Linked DNA regions of Mus musculus: region 1 is linked to region 2. Evidence: chromatin contacts called from public Micro-C data. All regions are on one chromosome and are shown on one strand. The core of a region is the stretch at or near the end of the contact, and the rest is flanking DNA. Distances in the headings are between cores, read along the strand shown. Region 1 overlaps Slc6a13 (solute carrier family 6 (neurotransmitter transporter, GABA), member 13). Region 2 overlaps Mical3 (microtubule associated monooxygenase, calponin and LIM domain containing 3).

Region 1 (4,301 bases), core at 1,195-3,694, 380 kb before region 2:
AGGCAAGTGGCTATCCTGCTCTACAAGGCAAGCTCCGGGCCAGCCAAGGCTAATAGTGAGACCCTGTATTAAGAGATAAAAGAAATGGGTTGAATTCTGCTTCTGCCCATGTTTGTAGTAAGTGCATTATAACCTTGTAGCCATAGGCGTTGTAGAAACACGGTCAGGTAGGTGAGGCGGTGAGCTGTGTAGAACCCTAGGCTTGGGCACATTAAACCTGCAATGCTGTGACCAAGCCTGTATCCACGGAGTAAATCACCTAGGAGAAAGAGTCCAGGCTCCCCACAGAGTCAGGAGGACCACTGTCCCTGATTTCTACAGACTCTTCCAACACAAGACTGGAAAACTGGCAAAGATTTCAAAACATTTCCCTTGAAACTGACATGTCACAAGCTGAAAAAACACCCGGGGTGGGGGCGGAGCCTGAACAGCTCAGAGAGTCATAGGACACTTAGTCACGTCATGCTGTCATGCCACAGCAGAGGACCCCAGGTGAACCTGCAGACTCAGGTAGACCTTTCCCTAGATGGGGAGAGAGTCATGTTTCATCCACTTCTACAGCACACAAACAGCAACTGGAGTTTCTCCCCACCCCCTTAGAGGCTGGTTGCTAAGGCATGCCTGGGGGCCTTGCTTTGACCTCCAGGCAACATCCTAGAGCTGGGCCCGCCTCCTGCCTGAGTCTCTTGAAAGCTAGATCTTAAGGGTTGGTCCATCCCTTAAGCTCAAACCTGACACTTGGGACTGAGGACATGACAGTGCCACCCCCTTGTGGTCGCATCTGGAAGTGACAGTACCCCATATCTGAATCTCTTGCTAGGGAGAATAAGACTGTCTGAGGAGTCCCTCTACTGGTAGAGTCTGGGCAGGACCTCTTCTGTAAGGCCCCTCTGGTCTGGCTGGCCACCCTCTCTCACCCTGCATCAACTCATCCCCCTGCATCAGCTGGACAGTGTTGACAAGCAGGGACACAGCAGGGGCCATGGGAACAGAAAGAAACTGCTGCTAGTCTGTCTTCTTTCTTTTTGTAACCAGGGCCTGATCCCTTTGTCCTTCCCTCTGTCTCCCTTTTTTTTAATATCATGATGAGGTTAGAGGAGAGGAGCACGGAACAGTGGTGGCAAGTGGGGGTGGGGATCATACAGGACCATACATGACACTCTAGGGAAGTGTGGAGAGAGGAGGGTCCCCTTCCTTCAATCCAAATGTGTGATGGAGGACAATGGCCTGGCCCCATCACCTGGTCCCATCATCTGCCTTACCTCCCACACCACAGCAACCACACCTGCTATGTGGCTCATAAGAACTTGGTAAGAGGTAGGGAGAGGCAGGACCCTAGAGCCACAATGCTATAATGAACAGGGAACAGGTATGAACAGAGGACAGAAACCAGGCATTTGGCAAGCAGTTGTGAGAGGAAGTTGGATTTAATGACATGGAAGGAAGAGGGCCCAGCAACAAGCCAGGCTTTTGCCTCCCCAGCCCTCCCTGGGCTTCCCAAGCTGCCTCAATGGGATGTTATTGATTCGGGCACGTCACAATGTGTGGACCACCCTGGAATAGGGGCATCAAGATAGGAGGTACCCAGTTCAGAAGGTGAGTCCCAAATACCCCCTTTCGTCTTTCTGCCCCACCACAGAGGGGTAGTTCCGCCCCTCTGCCTCTATAGCTGCCCCCACAGCCAGGCTCACAGGTGTGTCAAAGGCCCTGGCCCTAGCAGTTAGACTCCAGTTCTGTGAGCCTGAGAAGGGATGTCATCGGTGTCGCAGGAGCAGTTGGCTCTGGTTGGTTCTTCTGGGGAAGGTCTTCAGCCGGGCACACGAGCTGGCGAAGTCTCTGAAAGAACAGGTGTCATTGTAAGGGATGGGTGTCTGGCAGCATCTCTCATTACAAATGTCTGTCTGCCTTCTCTGCTATAGTCTGCTTCCAGTTGCCAACCCCATAGTCACAGCTTGGGTCTTGCAGTTATCCTGTGTCCCTTTTTAAGACTCCCAAGTACACGTCCTCTGGATTTCTGGTACCCACACCGGACTGGGTAGTCCCTTTGTACTCCAGCTCCTCACCCCCGCCCCAACCCACCCCCCGTCAATAGCAACCCACCTGCCATCCAGTGAGGTTCCCATCCCCCACTGCTTTCCTCCTACCTCTCTGAGTGGGCCCTTGAGAGTCCTCAGCTTGTAGATGCTCCAGGCAGGAATGCAGATCATGGAGGACAGAGCTAGGAGCCACCCTAGGGCATCCCCCCACCATGGGTACGTGTACTTCTTGTTGTAGGTCAGTGGCGTGTATTTGATCAGGGAGAACAGGAAGGTCGCCTGCAGTAAAACGGAAGAGGAAGAGGTTTTGTTGGAGCCCCATCAGCCACCCCACCCCCACAGCTGCCCGGTAGAGTTTGTTCTCCCAGCATGCCAAGGTGCTTATCTAGGTCAGTCAGTCGCCAAGCTCCACCCACATTCTGCTCAAAATCCATTCCTGGGTAGCATGTCCAGGGTACACCCTCTGTCTCTCTCCTCAGTCGCTCTAGTAAGGACTTAATTGTGTGCCATCTCTCGCACCAAGAGTCCCAATGCTCTGAAACATCCTAGCTGGTCTGAGTATTTCCCATCTTGAGGCTGTTTGTCTGTAAAGTAGGTGTAAATCTTCCTCCCATGAGATGCTGAGATGGTGCTGATACGGCCCGTGGGTCAGGCTCTCTAGGGACTGTCTTCTGTGCTCACAGGCAGGATTCTGAGCAGCACTGTACGCCAGTCCTGCCTAGGAAGTCAGCCTCACGCTGTACTATTGGTCAACTCCTCTGACCATGACCTGAGCCTGGGCTAATCCCTCTGAGAAAGGGAAGGGAGGAATTCATCTTCCTCTCTCATCAAGTGAGAGGAAGGGAAAGCTAAGGGGATGTCCAAGGCCTAAGGAGCTGTGGGCCTTCACTCCACTGCACCCACAATCCCCCTCCACCCAGCACCCTGCTTTTACCCCTTGAGAGTTCTGTTACCAGGCACACAGCTGGCGTGAAAAAGAGCCAACAATATTTGATAAGAGGCCATGGCTTATACCCAATCATATCCTCAATGTTGTCGTAGAAGCGGCCGGCTCCTGTCAGGGAGAAGGAAAAAGGACAGAAGACACGTTTCAGGCTGTGAGAGGGTGGGATGGGGCCAGACAGACTAGGATGGGTATGGACAAACAGACAAGGGGCGCGGCTGCCTTTTGAAACCATGGACTCACTGGCACATACGACAGCAGGGTAGGGCAACACCGAGGCCATTCAAAGCCTTCAGACAGAACAGGAGGTGGACTCTTTAGGTGTGACGGGAGAGGCACGTGTGAGCAGCAAACGGCTCACTTTGATCTGAGAGTCCCAGCGTGGAAGAGTCACACTAGGCTCTGGGCCCGGGACAGAAGCCACTCACCATAAACCCAAGCCACACAGAGGGACTCAAAGATGGCCACGAAGAGAAGACACATGCCACTGGCTGCATAGTAGTCAAAGAGCTGGAACACGTACATGCCGCCCTGCGCGGGAGAGGATTATTGGGGGGAAGCAGAAGGGCCAGCCCCTGTGACCCCTGTGACCCCTGTGGCCCCTGTGGCCCCTATCACCCCTATGACCCTGCAGGCCCACAGAGGTAGTGAGGCTCACAGACAGTACTGTAAGACAAGAGAGCTTTACACTCTGAAGCCCTGAGCAGACTAAGGCAGAAAACCTTAGGCTGGGTTTTTAGGGGGTGGGGAGGTTGTTTTTATGTCTTGTTTTGGTTTTTGTTTGCTTGTTTTTAATCCGTGTTTTCTGATAGGAGATGGAGACCATCGGAGAGCTGGCATTATTATTGTTGTCGCTGAGACTATTTAGGGTGAGACCCCAAAGCTCCAGACAGTATATGCAGTGTTTTAAAAGGGGATCAGGACACTCCCCACTGGGTATCTCAAGGGGTTGGGCTCTGTCACCTGTCTTCTCCAGTGTGACACTGACGGAAGACCACCCGTCCCCAAGGTGCCACTTTCCCTCTGAGGTCATTCCTGGGAAAGCACCAGAGATTCCTAGAGAGAGAGTCCCAGTGTCCCCAATCCCTTAGGCCTGTCTTGTGGCTCTTCCCAGACGGTGTCATTATCTGTTCGGCTGCTAACCCGGCTGCCATCTGGCCTCCCAGACTCTCACCTCTGTGAGCATGATGAGCCCGATGAAGAACGAGATGACGGACACAATAAGGATGAGGACCTCCCTCCGATTCTTCTTACGGAACACCCGGGGATACATGTCCACTAATGCTGTCACAAGGCTTTCTACACACACAAACTGGATGAGA
Region 2 (4,368 bases), core at 1,198-3,697:
GTCCCCTTTGCTTCCATGGTGAGTGTGCTCATGTGAAGACAGTTTGTGTCAGTCACAGTGGTCAAATCTTCTATCTCTGTGTGCCTTTGTGGTCAGGTCACACTGCTTCTCCATGAGGTAATGAATCATCTTACCACAGTGGGGAGTGCCAGATGCTCCCAGTTGGCTATGCAGGATCCATCATGCTGGTATAACCACCCAGTGACCATAGCCAGGAAGAGCAGAGGAACTTATTTCCTAGCAGTGTGAACAAGCCAGTCACAGATTCCTAGAACAGCAAGGGCCTGGACGCCTTATGTACTGGGTGTATTCCACGGGGACAGGATCATTCCTTGGTGGTCACATAGGGAATGCTGAGGACCAGAGGCAGTGGCAAACATGCCTCTTAGGATGGCGTTGTATCTCACTGAACGAGGGCAGGACAGGGTATTAAAATATGGAACCTACTGGGTGTGGTGACTCCATGCGACCCTAACAGTCTGGAGGCAGAGGCAGGATTGCACAAGTTCAGGGCCAGCCTGGGCTACCTAGTGAGTTCTGGGGATATATACAAGCAAGATCCTGTCTCAAGAAAACAAAAGGAGGGAGAGGGGAGCAAACATGGAACCTCAGTGGGGGACAGGCCAAGACAATGCATCCACAAAACTGTAGAGAATGGTTTGCAACCTCTGTGACATCTAGTGGTGAATGCAAGCACAATACGTATTTTTTAAATGCCATCGTCAAATGGATGTCAGGTTGCTAGTAGGTGACACTCCTGTGACTATTGGGAAGATGTGTCTCTCCTGTGGAGGAGGAAATCCATGCTGGAGCTTCTAGAGACTGGGTCTCTGACCTCTAAACAACTCAGTGAAAGAAGGTGCTATGTAAAGACTGTGCCCTCAGGCTCACATGGTACTGTACCATCTGGAAGTCGAGGTAAAGGGTGTTCTGGCACCACTGGCTTCATCCTTCAGTGTTGCTGGGTTTGAAACCCCTCAAAATTAGAAGAATCAGGAGCAAGGGGCCCACATTTGCCACTGCCCTGGTCCTGCTTGTCTTCAGCATTCCCTGTGACCACAAGGAGTCATCTTGTCCCTGTGGAGTCCACCTGTCACATAAGATCTCCACGGGCTTGCTGTTTTAGGAATCTGGGCTTTAGCTTGCCTGGAGAAGGAAGCCTCTGGCCACAGTGTGGTATAGGAGGAAGCCAGGCTTCTTCCTGTTTCACAGACCCAAGGCCTGAGTCAGCACTTGAGAAAACAAGTGCCTGGGTTTAGTTTCCATAGCGACACGTGCACAATGAAAACCAAAACCTTGATTTTACTCAAATGTTTATTATACAAAATCAAATTATTTAGGGGTTATATGTTTCTATTCATGTGTGTGCAAGCACATGCATTTAACATGCATGTGAGAAGCTAAAAGAACAACCTTGAGTGTCACTCCTCATGTGTCTGTCTACTTGTTTGTATGTATGTATGTATGTATGTATGTATGTATGTATGTATGTATGTATGATAAAGAGTTCACCATGTAGGCTAGACTGGCTGTCTGGACAGCAAATCTTGGGGGTCAGGATCCACCTGTTTCCACCTCCTCCCTAGCTGTAAGATTACAGGCACACCCCACCAAGCCTGGCTTTTTATACGGGGTTTATAGCTCACTCTCAAGTCTTCATGCTTGCAAAACATGTATTTTACGAACAGGCTTATCTCTCCAGCCCAATCTAGGTTTTCCTAGCCATCTAAAGCCCTGACAACAAGAAGTAACTTCCTTTTGCTTCCATCTGGTTCTTATGAGCAGCCTGCCCAACTACTCCTTCACCACTGAGGCCCACTAGGGTCTGTCCTGCCCTCTACGAGCCCCCTTATCCTGCTTGGTAGCCCTGACACAGTTCCATTGCCAGCGAGCCATGCTCTTGACCCTACTTTCCCAGGTGACCCAGAGTGTGTCATGCTTGTCTTCCCTGTCACTGCCACTGCCAGGTTGGCACCAGTCGCAGCAGGGAGTGCATTAATAAGGGGCTGCTGTGGATCCCTTGCAGACAGGTGTCGGCATGGCTCTTGAAGTGTGTCAGTGTAGGACCCTGGGGACCACATCTGTACTTTACCTTTTTAAACTGGCCCGTTCTGCATGACGACTTAACTCACAGTCGGCTATGCAGGGGAGAGGAACTGAGCAGGCATGATGCCCGTGCTCAGAGCTAAAAGCAGCAAGTGTGTGCCCAGCCAGCATGCATGTGGTATCCTGTGCAGGTCCCCCAATGTGCCACCCTTAGCGTCCTCCTGTCCTGGGTGCCACCAGATTCCGATTGCCTGCATCCACAGGGACCTTTAGGCACTTTATGTGACCCATGAGAAGACCACAAAAGCAAAGGAAACCGGCCAAGGCTTTGAGCAACTCTGGTCAGTGTGTGAACTGGAGAGGTTTCAATGGTTGCCCAAACACTGGTACTTCCTCTAAAAAACCGTGATTTGTGCTGGTTTGGTTCCCTTCACTGGGTCTAGTTCTGAAAAAGCAGGTTTGCCCAGTGTCAGGACATGTCTTCCATTCCATGCTAAGTGTTCAGTGGCAGGAACAGAGAGGAAGGAAGGGGCTGCCGTGGCTGAGGAGGGCCAAGTCACCACACATTTCGACAAACTGGGATCCAACAAGGAACAGACACAAGGGGCTCCAGGGTCTGCTGTTCTGCGAATAGAAAAGTCAACCCCAACTCTGACAGTGGAGTTCACTGAGACTCATCGTCCAGGGTCCCTTCTTGTGTAGTCTTGTGTGGCATTGTGGGACACGATCATGTGATTGTCTGGTGTTTGTTTTAAACCTCTAACTGATTTTGTTCCATTTCTGTTTTCATTTTTTTAATCATCATTATCATTACTGTTCTGTTTTGTTTTCCGTTGCCAATCCCCTTAAAAGTCGATTTATGTACCACACGCCTTGGCATTCAGGAGAGCCTGTTCATCAAAGGTAGTGTCTCATTCCCACTGTCTGGCCCTCCTTGCATGCCTGTCTGTGATTAACCACTTGGACAGCCCTGCTGGGCCTGCAGCCGCGTCCTCACTAACTGTCATACGTGCATGCAGCTGTCACAGTAGAACCTTCTTTAGTTGTGTCACAGAAAGAGGAGGAGACAGTCACTCTTCCATTGGCCGGAGCGCATGTCATCATGGGTGAGGGCAGAGCTGCCCTTGTGGGTCTGGGTAGCCCAGCAAGGAATAGTCACCAGCCCCCACCATTAGGGCACTGGGACACCGGAACAATCCTAGAGACCACCTTCTGCTTGTTCACCTGACCTTGGATCATTTGAGCTCCTTTAGGAAACTCGTGTTTCTCAGTGGCTGCCCAGTGTCTGTCCAGTCACTGAATGCTTGGGAATGTATCAGTGGCCTATGTGTACAGGTGGCTGGGACATCTACCAGTGCTTCCACCAAGCTCACAGGTGCCACCTCAACTACCCCACCATGTCACTTTGACCCTTCTTCTCCATGGCAACCATTGCCTCTGCTGACGCTGGCAGTCAGCACCACTGATTGTTTCTCAGCCTGCATTAGACTGGATTCATTGAGATTTACAATGGAGGCACCCATGGCTTTTCTCCTCTAGATGGTAGCTACTAAAGTCTTTATGAACCCCATTCACCTGAAGAAAGGGATCCCAAACACGGGGAGGGGAGAGACCCCCTCACTTTCCAAACCTTTTTTCCCCTGTATCTTAGAAATAAGAGGCCTAGAGAAACGTGTTACTGAGTTGTATTTTTTTACAATCACCACAGCACCTTAAGAAAATCACAGGAATGCGTATATGGCCACGATGGTCTCAATGCCGAAGGAGTTTCTGCATGTCTGTGGTTTCATCTCCCAACATGCAGCCTCCATTAAGCCTCTTATTGCTGCCACAGAGGTAAAATGCCTCACATTGGGGTCTGTGTGACACAGCTGTACCCTGTGGTATTTAAGACTTCAGCAGGGACAATTATGGTGAAGTCTGTGGCCCAGCCTCACCTACCATGCCCAGCTGGCTACCAGGCAGTGATTCCCTGAGACCATGCCAACTCACCACCTAAACCAGCTTCCACCTGCGTGCGGTGGGCTCAGGTGCTCTCTCACCCTCTCTAGCCCAGAACCTACACAGAGGAGGAGCTGAGTGCCAAGCTGACGAGGCGTGTGCAGAAGGCGGCTCGGAGACAGGCTAAGCAGGAGGAACTGAAGCGGCTGCACCGAGCCCAGGTATGTGCTGACCGTGGGACACCATGATGCGCAAGTGGAAATGGGATAGCATCACCCTGTACCCCCAGAGGGCCTCACAGCACGGAAGGTGAAGAGGCCAGGGCAGAAGCAGATAGGGCGTTCTTGTCTTCCAAGATGACAAACTCAAAGTGCTTCAGCG

The links. A called contact is a pair of places that touch in the nucleus more often than the background predicts.
Region 1: a contact with region 2 is called in a Micro-C map of the G1E-ER4 cell line. The contact joins two enhancer-like sites. A contact is called at or near these places in 3 of 39 promoter capture datasets (embryonic stem cells and hippocampal neurons), 2 of 484 Hi-C or Micro-C datasets (both in the G1E-ER4 cell line) and 1 of 9 other capture datasets (liver).

Annotation. Positions count from the first base shown.
Region 1 is chr6:121,334,829-121,339,129 of GRCm38.p6, reverse strand. It overlaps Slc6a13 (solute carrier family 6 (neurotransmitter transporter, GABA), member 13), which reads right to left. Exons shown (of 15, transcript NM_144512.3): 11 at 4,154-4,291; 12 at 3,408-3,510; 13 at 2,990-3,090; 14 at 2,145-2,315; 15 at 1,409-1,836. The coding sequence ends at 1,714. Among named protein-coding and RNA genes, the nearest start is that of Slc6a12, 5.6 kb to the left of the region's middle. Within about 2 kb of position 2,444, at least 41 of the 459 cell types and tissues checked have an H3K27ac peak or open chromatin away from gene starts, as enhancers often do. A contact at or near this core is called in the G1E-ER4 cell line, where this site is marked.
Region 2 is chr6:120,952,215-120,956,582 of GRCm38.p6, reverse strand. It overlaps Mical3 (microtubule associated monooxygenase, calponin and LIM domain containing 3), which reads left to right. Exons shown (of 32, transcript NM_001270475.1): 28 at 4,098-4,208. Among named protein-coding and RNA genes, the nearest start is that of Gm43915, 4.4 kb to the left of the region's middle. Within about 2 kb of position 2,447, at least 78 of the 459 cell types and tissues checked have an H3K27ac peak or open chromatin away from gene starts, as enhancers often do. A contact at or near this core is called in the G1E-ER4 cell line, where this site is marked.